Regions from separate parts of the Sus scrofa genome. Here region 1 is linked to region 2. A link is a contact called in public Hi-C data. All regions are on one chromosome and are shown on one strand. The core of a region is the stretch at or near the end of the contact, and the rest is flanking DNA. Distances in the headings are between cores, read along the strand shown.

Evidence for each region. A called contact is a pair of places that touch in the nucleus more often than the background predicts.
Region 1: a contact with region 2 is called in a Hi-C map of embryonic fibroblasts, with 2.7 times the contacts expected there. The contact joins the promoter of RNF41 here to the promoter of SMARCC2 in region 2. A contact is called at or near these places in 2 of 5 promoter capture datasets (fetal liver and liver), 31 of 47 Hi-C or Micro-C datasets (adipose tissue, alveolar macrophages, blood and 15 more) and 2 of 2 datasets of contacts at active chromatin or transcription factors (alveolar macrophages and skeletal muscle).

What each region holds. Positions count from the first base shown.
Region 1 is chr5:21,622,759-21,626,671 of Sscrofa11.1, reverse strand. It overlaps RNF41 (E3 ubiquitin-protein ligase NRDP1), which reads left to right and starts at 2,083. Exons shown (of 7, transcript XM_003481616.4): 1 at 2,083-2,281. It overlaps NABP2 (SOSS complex subunit B1), which reads right to left and starts at 2,018. Exons shown (of 7, transcript XM_005655605.3): 1 at 1,720-2,018.
Region 2 is chr5:21,585,207-21,589,388 of Sscrofa11.1, reverse strand. It overlaps SMARCC2 (SWI/SNF complex subunit SMARCC2), which reads left to right and starts at 2,612. Exons shown (of 29, transcript XM_001929168.6): 1 at 2,612-2,844. The coding sequence starts at 2,734. TRNAS-CGA (a tRNA gene) reads right to left here and starts at 1,810; the gene lies at 1,729-1,810.

The sequences.
Region 1 (3,913 bases), core at 834-3,333, 38 kb before region 2:
GCTTCGGGGCTGGAAGCCTCCCTCCCGGGGTGCTCTTTTAGTCTCAAGCCCCGAAGTGGGGAAGCCGACAACAGGGGTAGGGAACCTGGTGCAGAGCCAGGGAATGGAATCTTACTCTCCAAACCTTCCCGAACCATCATCTGGACAACCGCGCACTCGGTCCATCCCCCCCCCGCCCCCCCTCAGCCCACCACCCACCCAGCCAGCCGGCCGGACAGTGCACGTAACTAAGCCGCCCGCAGGGGGAGCCAAAGGCCCCGCTGCCGCCGGATGCGGACCAATGGAACCCAAGAGTGCGAACATTCCCGGAAGTTCCCCCGGAGGGCCTCTTCCAGCCAATCAACACCGCCCTGGCTCGTCCCTCGCGTCCCGCCGCCGTCCCCAAACAGCCAACCGCGATCCGAGATTCACGCGCCGGGGACGGGGTGGGTCTTTAGATATTAAAGGAGCCTCGGGGAGGATTGGCTGCGCAAGGAAAAACATAGACCACCAGGGGGAGCCTCAGGTCCCAATTTTCCTCTATCTGGGAGAATGCGCTAAGAAGGCGCTAAGATTTTTCTCTCCTAGACCTGACACAGTGGAAAAAGAACCAAAGGTTTTTGGAATTCGGCGGACGAAAGTATGAAATCTGGCTCATCACTTCTTTTCTCGACAGTTCTTAAATATGATTGCATCTTGCAGACGAGAAAACGAAGTTATATAAAAAGCAGTGCCTAGCACACAGCAGGCAGTTTCCTCCTGTTCTCCAATTTCTCTAACCTGCATCTTTATTTCTGATTTAGATTCCTCATCTTTCATGCATTATCCAGCTTGGTCAAGGTCTCTGGAGAAAGTCGCACTCACACGGGAGACAATAGACACACACCCACATCCTTTGGAAGTAATGGAATTGGGGCACAGAGAACAACATTTGCATTAGTCCCTCACAGTTTGATCAGTTTTTTTTTTTTTTTTTTTTTTTTTTTTTTTTTTTTTTTTTTTTTTTTTTTTTTTTTTTTTCGGCATATTCCAGGAATGGCTGAGCCACCAGAGCAGCACGCAATCGAGGCGTTGCACCACCTCACCAGTTTGCAAAGGAATCAGTTTCTAATGGACACAGTTTCTAATGCACTTATCTCACTAGATCTCAGGGTCCCCCCTGAGGGCTGAAGAAGCCCTAATCTGTAGTTTCCTTTGAGACTTGTTTCATAATCAACAAAAGGTAGCTAGCTCTGTAAAGTGTATAAACCAATCACATATAAACAATGTACATACATGTGTATTACTATTTGCTTAGAGAATATCCATAATAAATACTGCTTAATATCAGATTAGCCTAAGAGGCTATATGATTGTAATGCTTTGGTTTGCTTAATCAATCCCTTACCTTCTCCTAGAGGGCTTTAGACTCCACCTTGACTTTCCTTGGAGCTCAGGTTCTCTCCCTCCCACACCCCCAGCCACGGTGTTGTACCCTAAGGAAATCAAACCACAACCCCAGAAGAGGAGCATTTTATCTCCCTCTCTCCCCTTAGGTGTTTCAAGGAACTGTACGAGCGTTCGGAAGGTCGACGTAAATACCGCAGGAGTGTAGCTAGGAGAGGCAGGCAACCCGCTGAGCACCCTAGATCAAAGTTTTCCGATCAGACACTCCCTCATTCCCCACCCCGTGGTCGCCTTGTTGACTACAGTATCCATTCCCATGACTATGAGTCATAAGATCGGCTCCGGGATGCTGACCACAGCTCTGGAAACGGGAGAGGGGCCGGGCAGACGGCAGGTCACACTGCAGGCCGGCCTCCTAGCGACGATCTCGCACCAAGCCGCATCAGCTTTAGGGCACGGAACCGGTGCACCCTTCGAAATAGAAGTCTCGCGCTCCGGGAGAGTCGGCCTCCAGCTCGGCCCCCGACTTTCAAGCACGGAAGAACATAGAGTCCTTCCTCCCAAATGGCTATACAGTTCTCGCTGGGACCATAAAGACTTCCGGTGTGGAACGGAGGCCTGGCTAGCCCTCACTCTCCTCGTTGGCCGCTCGTGGTTTCTAGCCCAAGGCTGAGTTAAACAAAGGGGCGGGGCTTGGTGACGAGTTTCCGCCAGGTTGCGTAGCAGCGGTGGGCGGGGCCAAGGCTCAGTCTCACAAGGCGACGAGTGGTCGGAACCTTATCCCCTCTCCTTCTCCTTCCCCTTCCCCTTCCCCTCCCAGGATAGGCTGGCACCCGGCACCAGGGTTATCCCGTGGCTGCTGCGGCCTCAACTCCAACGGGTCGGGGCACGGAGAGTCCAGACCGCTTCCAGGGCGGTGCGTACGGCGCCTGCGCAGGCTCCCACCTAAAGGAGGGCGTGGGAGGGGAGGGGGCGATGTCCCAGGGGGATTGGGACCGGGGTTCGAGATTTTGGAGGTCAGGCGAAGGGACGGGAGTAAAGATGAAAAATGGAGGAAGGGAGGAGTCCAGAGGTGGTAAAGGAGCGCTGGAGGGTGCCTTGTTGGGGAGGCCCATTGGAGTGTGGGAGCCTTAAGAAGTACGAGAGGGGGCCTAGGCCGGCTGGAGGACCGGGGGGGGGGGCCGGGATTTGGGTGCACAACGTGGTATTTAAATGGACAGTGATTGACGGGCCGGAAGGGTAAGCAGGGAACCATCTGGGGGACAGCCTGCGCAGGGGCGGTGGAACCTGAACCCCCGCCCTCGAAGCGCCATAGCTTGGCTCCTCTCCCATGCCTTGTCTTTGGCAGCCTTGTCTTCCTCCTCCATTCCTTTCCCCTCTCTCCCTCCCACCCCTCCATGAAGGAATCTCACATTCCTTACATCCGTGACTTGAGTTTGCAGCCAGTCCCTCTTCGCGGGCTTCACACACCAGAAAGCCTTCTCCAAGCCAAAGCGTAAGAGAAATTGAGGAGTGAGGAGGAGGGGGCTGGAGAAGGAGCAGAAAGCTGAGAGGGGTGAGGGTGTTTGGCATTGGGACAGACAGACATCTTCCCCATTCAGAAAGTAACTTCATTCCACCTGGTAGCAAATGTGGCTGTTAATGAGACCACTGAGCCACTGTCCTTAGGGACCGGGCTGTGATAGTGATAGTCTAATCCCTTTCTATACAGGTGGTTTTAGTCTGACAATAGAACAAGAAGCTGATAGTGTTGCAGGCTGATAGTTTTCCCCTAGTTAGGAATGGGGTAAGACTCATGGAGGGAATCTGAGTGTTGCAGTAATATTACTGCCCTGTGTGTCCAGCCGACTTTGCGGCTGTGGCGGGTTCCCAGTATTGGGGAAGAAAGTTTCTTTCAGGCATTTCCTCCTGGGCCTCATGGGCCGTCTGAATTTACTTGGCATTCTATTACTGCAGATATCTTACCTGAGAATAAGTGGTATTCAGTTTCCTTTCACATTTATTATGTCATTTGACAATATGTAAGGTAGGTAAGGCAGATATCATTTTCCCTATTTGAGAAGTGAAGAAATTGCAAACTACAGAAGTGTTACATGGCTTGTTAAAAGTCGTATAGCTGGCAGAGCTGGGACCAGAACCCAAGTCTTCTGACTCTTGGTCCTCCTCTTAATTGAAAAATCCTGTTTTGTTCTGGTCAGGGGAGCAGTAGAATAGGATTGGTTTTCCCAGGATTGGTTTTCCCAGGGTGGATAACTTTGCTTTCTGAGTCTGGGCCTTGTCACGACTAGACAACAGCACAGGTTCCTGGAGACATTTCTCGAGGTACAGGTCTATATGCCAGGCTGCTGGGAAATAGGTTCTCGCCAAAATGGAAGCAGTATTATACTGTCCTCTGTATTATGGAGGGGGAGAGGCATATCAGCTTCCCCCTTACCCCCAGCTGCAGGGCAGAGAAAAATGAATCTGGCATTGCACCTTTATCTCTCTGATTTTATTTATTTATTTATTTATTTTTTAGGTCCGCACCCATATGGACGTTCTCAGGCTA
Region 2 (4,182 bases), core at 1,363-3,862:
CCCTGGCCTGGGAACTTCTGCATGCTCAGCGAGGCCAAAACAAACAACAACCAAAAAAACGGGAAAAAGGACTTGAAGGATAGAAAGTGATAATACTGGGTACAGTAGGAAGGTGGGAAACTCCAAAGTGTGAATGTGTAAAAAGCGCAGTGAATTACCTTTGAACTGCCTGCCCTCTGGCACTCCTTTTTGGAGATGTGGCTGTACAAGAAATAAAACACAACTCCTAGGATGTTCTCATTGTGGCTCAGCAGGTTACGAAACCAGACTAGTATCCATGAGGACGAGGGTTTGATCCCTGGTCTCGTTGAGCGGGTTAAGGTTCTGGTGTTACCACAAGCACAATCTGTGGTGCAGGTCCCAGATGTGGCTCCAGCTCGGATCTGGCATTGCTGTGGCTGTGATATAAGCTGGCAGCTGCAGCTCCAATTTGACCCCTAGCTTGGGCGAGAACTTCCACATGCTGCAGCTGCAGCCCTAAAAAGCAAATAAAAAAAAAAAAAATCCGGAGTTCCCGTCGTGGCGCAGTGGTTAACGAATCCGACTAGGAACCAAGAGGTTGCGGGTTTGGTCCCTGCCCTTGCTCAGTGGGTTAACGATCCGGCGTTGCCATGAGCTGTGGTGTAGGTTGCAGACGCGGCTCGGATCCTGCGTTGCTGTGGCTCTGGCGTAGGCCGGTGGCTACAGCTCCGATTCAACCCCTAGCCTGGGAACCTCCATATGCCGCGGGAGCGGCCCAAAGAAATGGCAAAAAGACCAAAAAAAAAAAAAAAAAAAAAAAATCCCAAGTATCCTAGATGTTCCTTACAATCAGAAATTGGGGATAGGAAGAAGAGGCTAGTTAGAGGTTAGAGAAGGTTCATTCCCCAGCTAGGAACTTGGAACAATGAATTTAGAACAGTACCTAGCCCATAATGAGCACTCAATAAAAAAGTGCCTCCCACACTCTAGCTCCAGCTAGATTGGCAATGTTGATATTTAAATAGGCTACTTCCCTCAGTGTTGTAATACCTTAGGTGCATCTCCTCAAGAAGGAGCCAGTGAGAGAATGTCCTGGATCTTCATTCTTTTTTTTTTTTTTTTTTTTTTTTTTTTTTGTCTTTTTGCCTCTTCTAGGGCTGCTCCCACGGCATATGGAGGTTCCCTGGCTAGGGGTTTAATTAGAGCTATAGCCGCCGGTCTACACCACAGCCACAACACCTCTACACCATAGCTCACGGCAACGCTGGATCTTTAACCCACTGAGCGAAGTTAGGAATCGAACCCACAACCTCACACTTCCCAGTCGGATTCGTTAACCGCTGAGCCACAGCAGGAATGCCTCTGGGTCTTCATTCTAATAAGATCTACAAGATGGGACATCTGTTCATGAACTCCAGAGGTGCCCTCTTTACCTGGGAATTCTAGTTTTGACTATACTAGCACAAGCACTGACATTCCCAACAAAACTTAACTCTTCTTCAACCAAATCCTTTGCTCTGCCCTCCCTAAAGAATGAAACAACGTATGCCAAAACTCTGCTTGCAAACCTGAAGTTACGGAACTCTGAAAGTGCCTTGCATCCTCGCAGCTAACAGAGTTGGTTGTGCATAATCACGCTTCTCATGATTACCCTCATCCCACACAAATCCAGGATTGGGACCTTCTGGCCCCTGTTTCCGAGACACGAAGTGCTTGAAGGGCAGGTGGCAAGACTAGAGTCTCCGTATAAAGGGGAAAAAAAGTGACCGTCACGAACAGGATTCGAACCTGTGCGGGGAAACCCCATTGGATTTCGAGTCCAACGCCTTAACCACTCGGCCACCGTGACTCACGAAGCTGTTCTTCGCCGCGCGCTTACAGAAGGGGTCCGCATAGCGACCAGGAAGGGCGTGTGACAGCGAGAAGCTGGGCCAGGCCTAATACACAACCCAATGACCTCCTCCCACCCCGCTCCTTACCGCTTCCTCCATGCGGCTCAAAGGAAGAGTCAAGCGGACCGGGTGACCCTAGGAGGGAGGGGCTCCCACCCAGCGAAGACGAGGGTCTTAAGGAGCGCCAAGCTATTTAGGAGGCGATGGCGAGGCCTGCAGAGGAAGCGGTTGGGGGAAAGGGGCTGGGTCCCACGGTAGCGGCTCCGGGATTCTTCGGGTTATGGGGTGAGAGGGGTACCTGGGACAAGGAGTTAGGAGCGATGGAGGCTCCGGAGAGTTTAAACGGGAGTCTCTTGGGGATGGATGAAAGGAAGGATCTTTTTGGGGAAAAAGACCTGGGGTTCCTTGGAATTAGGAACTCTGTCGGTTTAATAGCTACGAAAGCAGTCGCAGTCATGGGCTGGGGGCTCCTTAGGCAGGGGCAACGCTTTGGCGTGGTACAGAGTGTACCCCGCTCCCCCGGCTGAGAAGCAAGAAAAGGCTTCAGTTAAAAAGGGATCTCAGGGGAGTGTGCGCCCCCTCCAGGAAGCAGCCTCCTCCCCAAAGCTCTGGCCTCCGCCGCCGCCGCCGCCGGGGAGGCCGCCAGGGTCCGCCCCGCTCCCGGGGCTCCGCCGCCGCCGCCGCCGCGCCCTGACGGCCGGCAGGGGGCGCTGCGCGAGCCGGGGCCGGCCTAGGCGGCGGGAGGCGGCGGCCGCGGCGGCGGGAGGCGGCGGGAGGCGGGCGGAGGAGGAGGCGGAGGAGGCGGGAGCTGAGCTGAGCGGGGCGGGCGGCCTCGGCGGCGGCGGCGGCGGCGGCGGCGGCGGGGCCCGAGCCCGAGAAGATGGCGGTGCGGAAGAAGGACGGCGGCCCCAACGTGAAGTACTACGAGGCCGCGGACACCGTGACCCAGTTCGACAACGTGCGGCTCTGGCTTGGCAAGAACTACAAGAAGGTACGTGAGCAGGGCCGCGCGGGGGCTGGGGGCGGGACAAAGGGACCGCGGCCCCGCGGCCCCCCGGATCCTGCCCACCCTCCCGCGGCCCGCGGCCCCTCCCCCGCGGCGGCCGTAGCAGCCCCTGCGCGCCTTCCGCCGCCCCGCGCCCCTCCCCCAACCTCTTTTACTGCCCCCCCCAGCCGCTGATTCCAACCCCCGCCCCCACGGCTGCGCCCTCTGCCCCTTGTTTTTCTCCGTTGCCCCGGCGGGTCCCGGTGCCAGCTGCCCACCCATCCAAGCCATCGCCTTCCGGGCTTTTCCGGGAGAGACGGCCAGGGTGGACCCGGTGCCGAATGGGCACCCCCCCTACCCCCCGCCCTTACAACGTGCCCGCCACGGTGCCCGCCAGAGCTCCCCACGGAGCCAGGTACCAGCAGGTTTGAGGCCTCTCCTGTGCTTTGTGTATGTTCAGAGAGAGATGATGAAAGCAGAAGGGTAAACAGCCACAGAGCAGGCCCTTGACTGCTCATCAGCCTGAGAAAGGCCCCCACCCCGAGATCACCTGTCTCTACCGCTCCAACAGAACCTCTTTGGAAGGCAGAGTGTAGGAGTTCCAGGCAGCTACCCCTTCTAAAACCATTTTCAGGGTCACAATGAACTCACCCCACCACCTGGCCGTGCCTTGCCTTGGGTTTGGGGTTCAGGACCAGGATACACTTTATGTTTGTAGCCCCCCACGCCATAACAGGACATAATAAGGTAGTGAACAAAGGGTTCAAGAAGCCTTACCTGTCTTCTACCAAACCTGTTCCTGGTGGTGTCTTTGTCTTTAGGCCTGGTTGAAAGGAACATTGCTACATAGGGTTTTTCTCTGGAAACCGTCTGCCTCTCTCTTCCTCTCACTACCCCCAGTTAGGGGTTCTCTTTCTGACTTTCCTTCAGCTCCCCAGTTCTTCCTGCTCAGCTTTGCAGCCTGTCAGAAGCATGATGGGCGGTTTAGGAGAATGCCCCTCTGATCCTGGTCAGGAGCCTGGCCCTGTTCTGGAAGGTCTCTCCTCTCAGGTGTCAGGATCCTGACAAACAGCTGCTGGGTGTGTGGCTTTTCTGTACCCCAGTGTGAGACTCTTGTTCCCAGGCTTCTTACCTTTGATCTTTTGGAAGCGAGATCAGTCTAGGGGCTTAGGCTCTGACCCTGGGGGGATTGACAGCCGGTGACCTGGTTCAGCTTTCAAGTTCTTAACTCTTTCTGTCATTTACCTTTTCTTTCAAGGATCTTTTTACACCTCCCAGTGAAAGGTGTGCTTTTCTCTGTGATTAGGGCTGAGGAAAAAGGGGTCAAAAGGTAAAGAGAAAGCC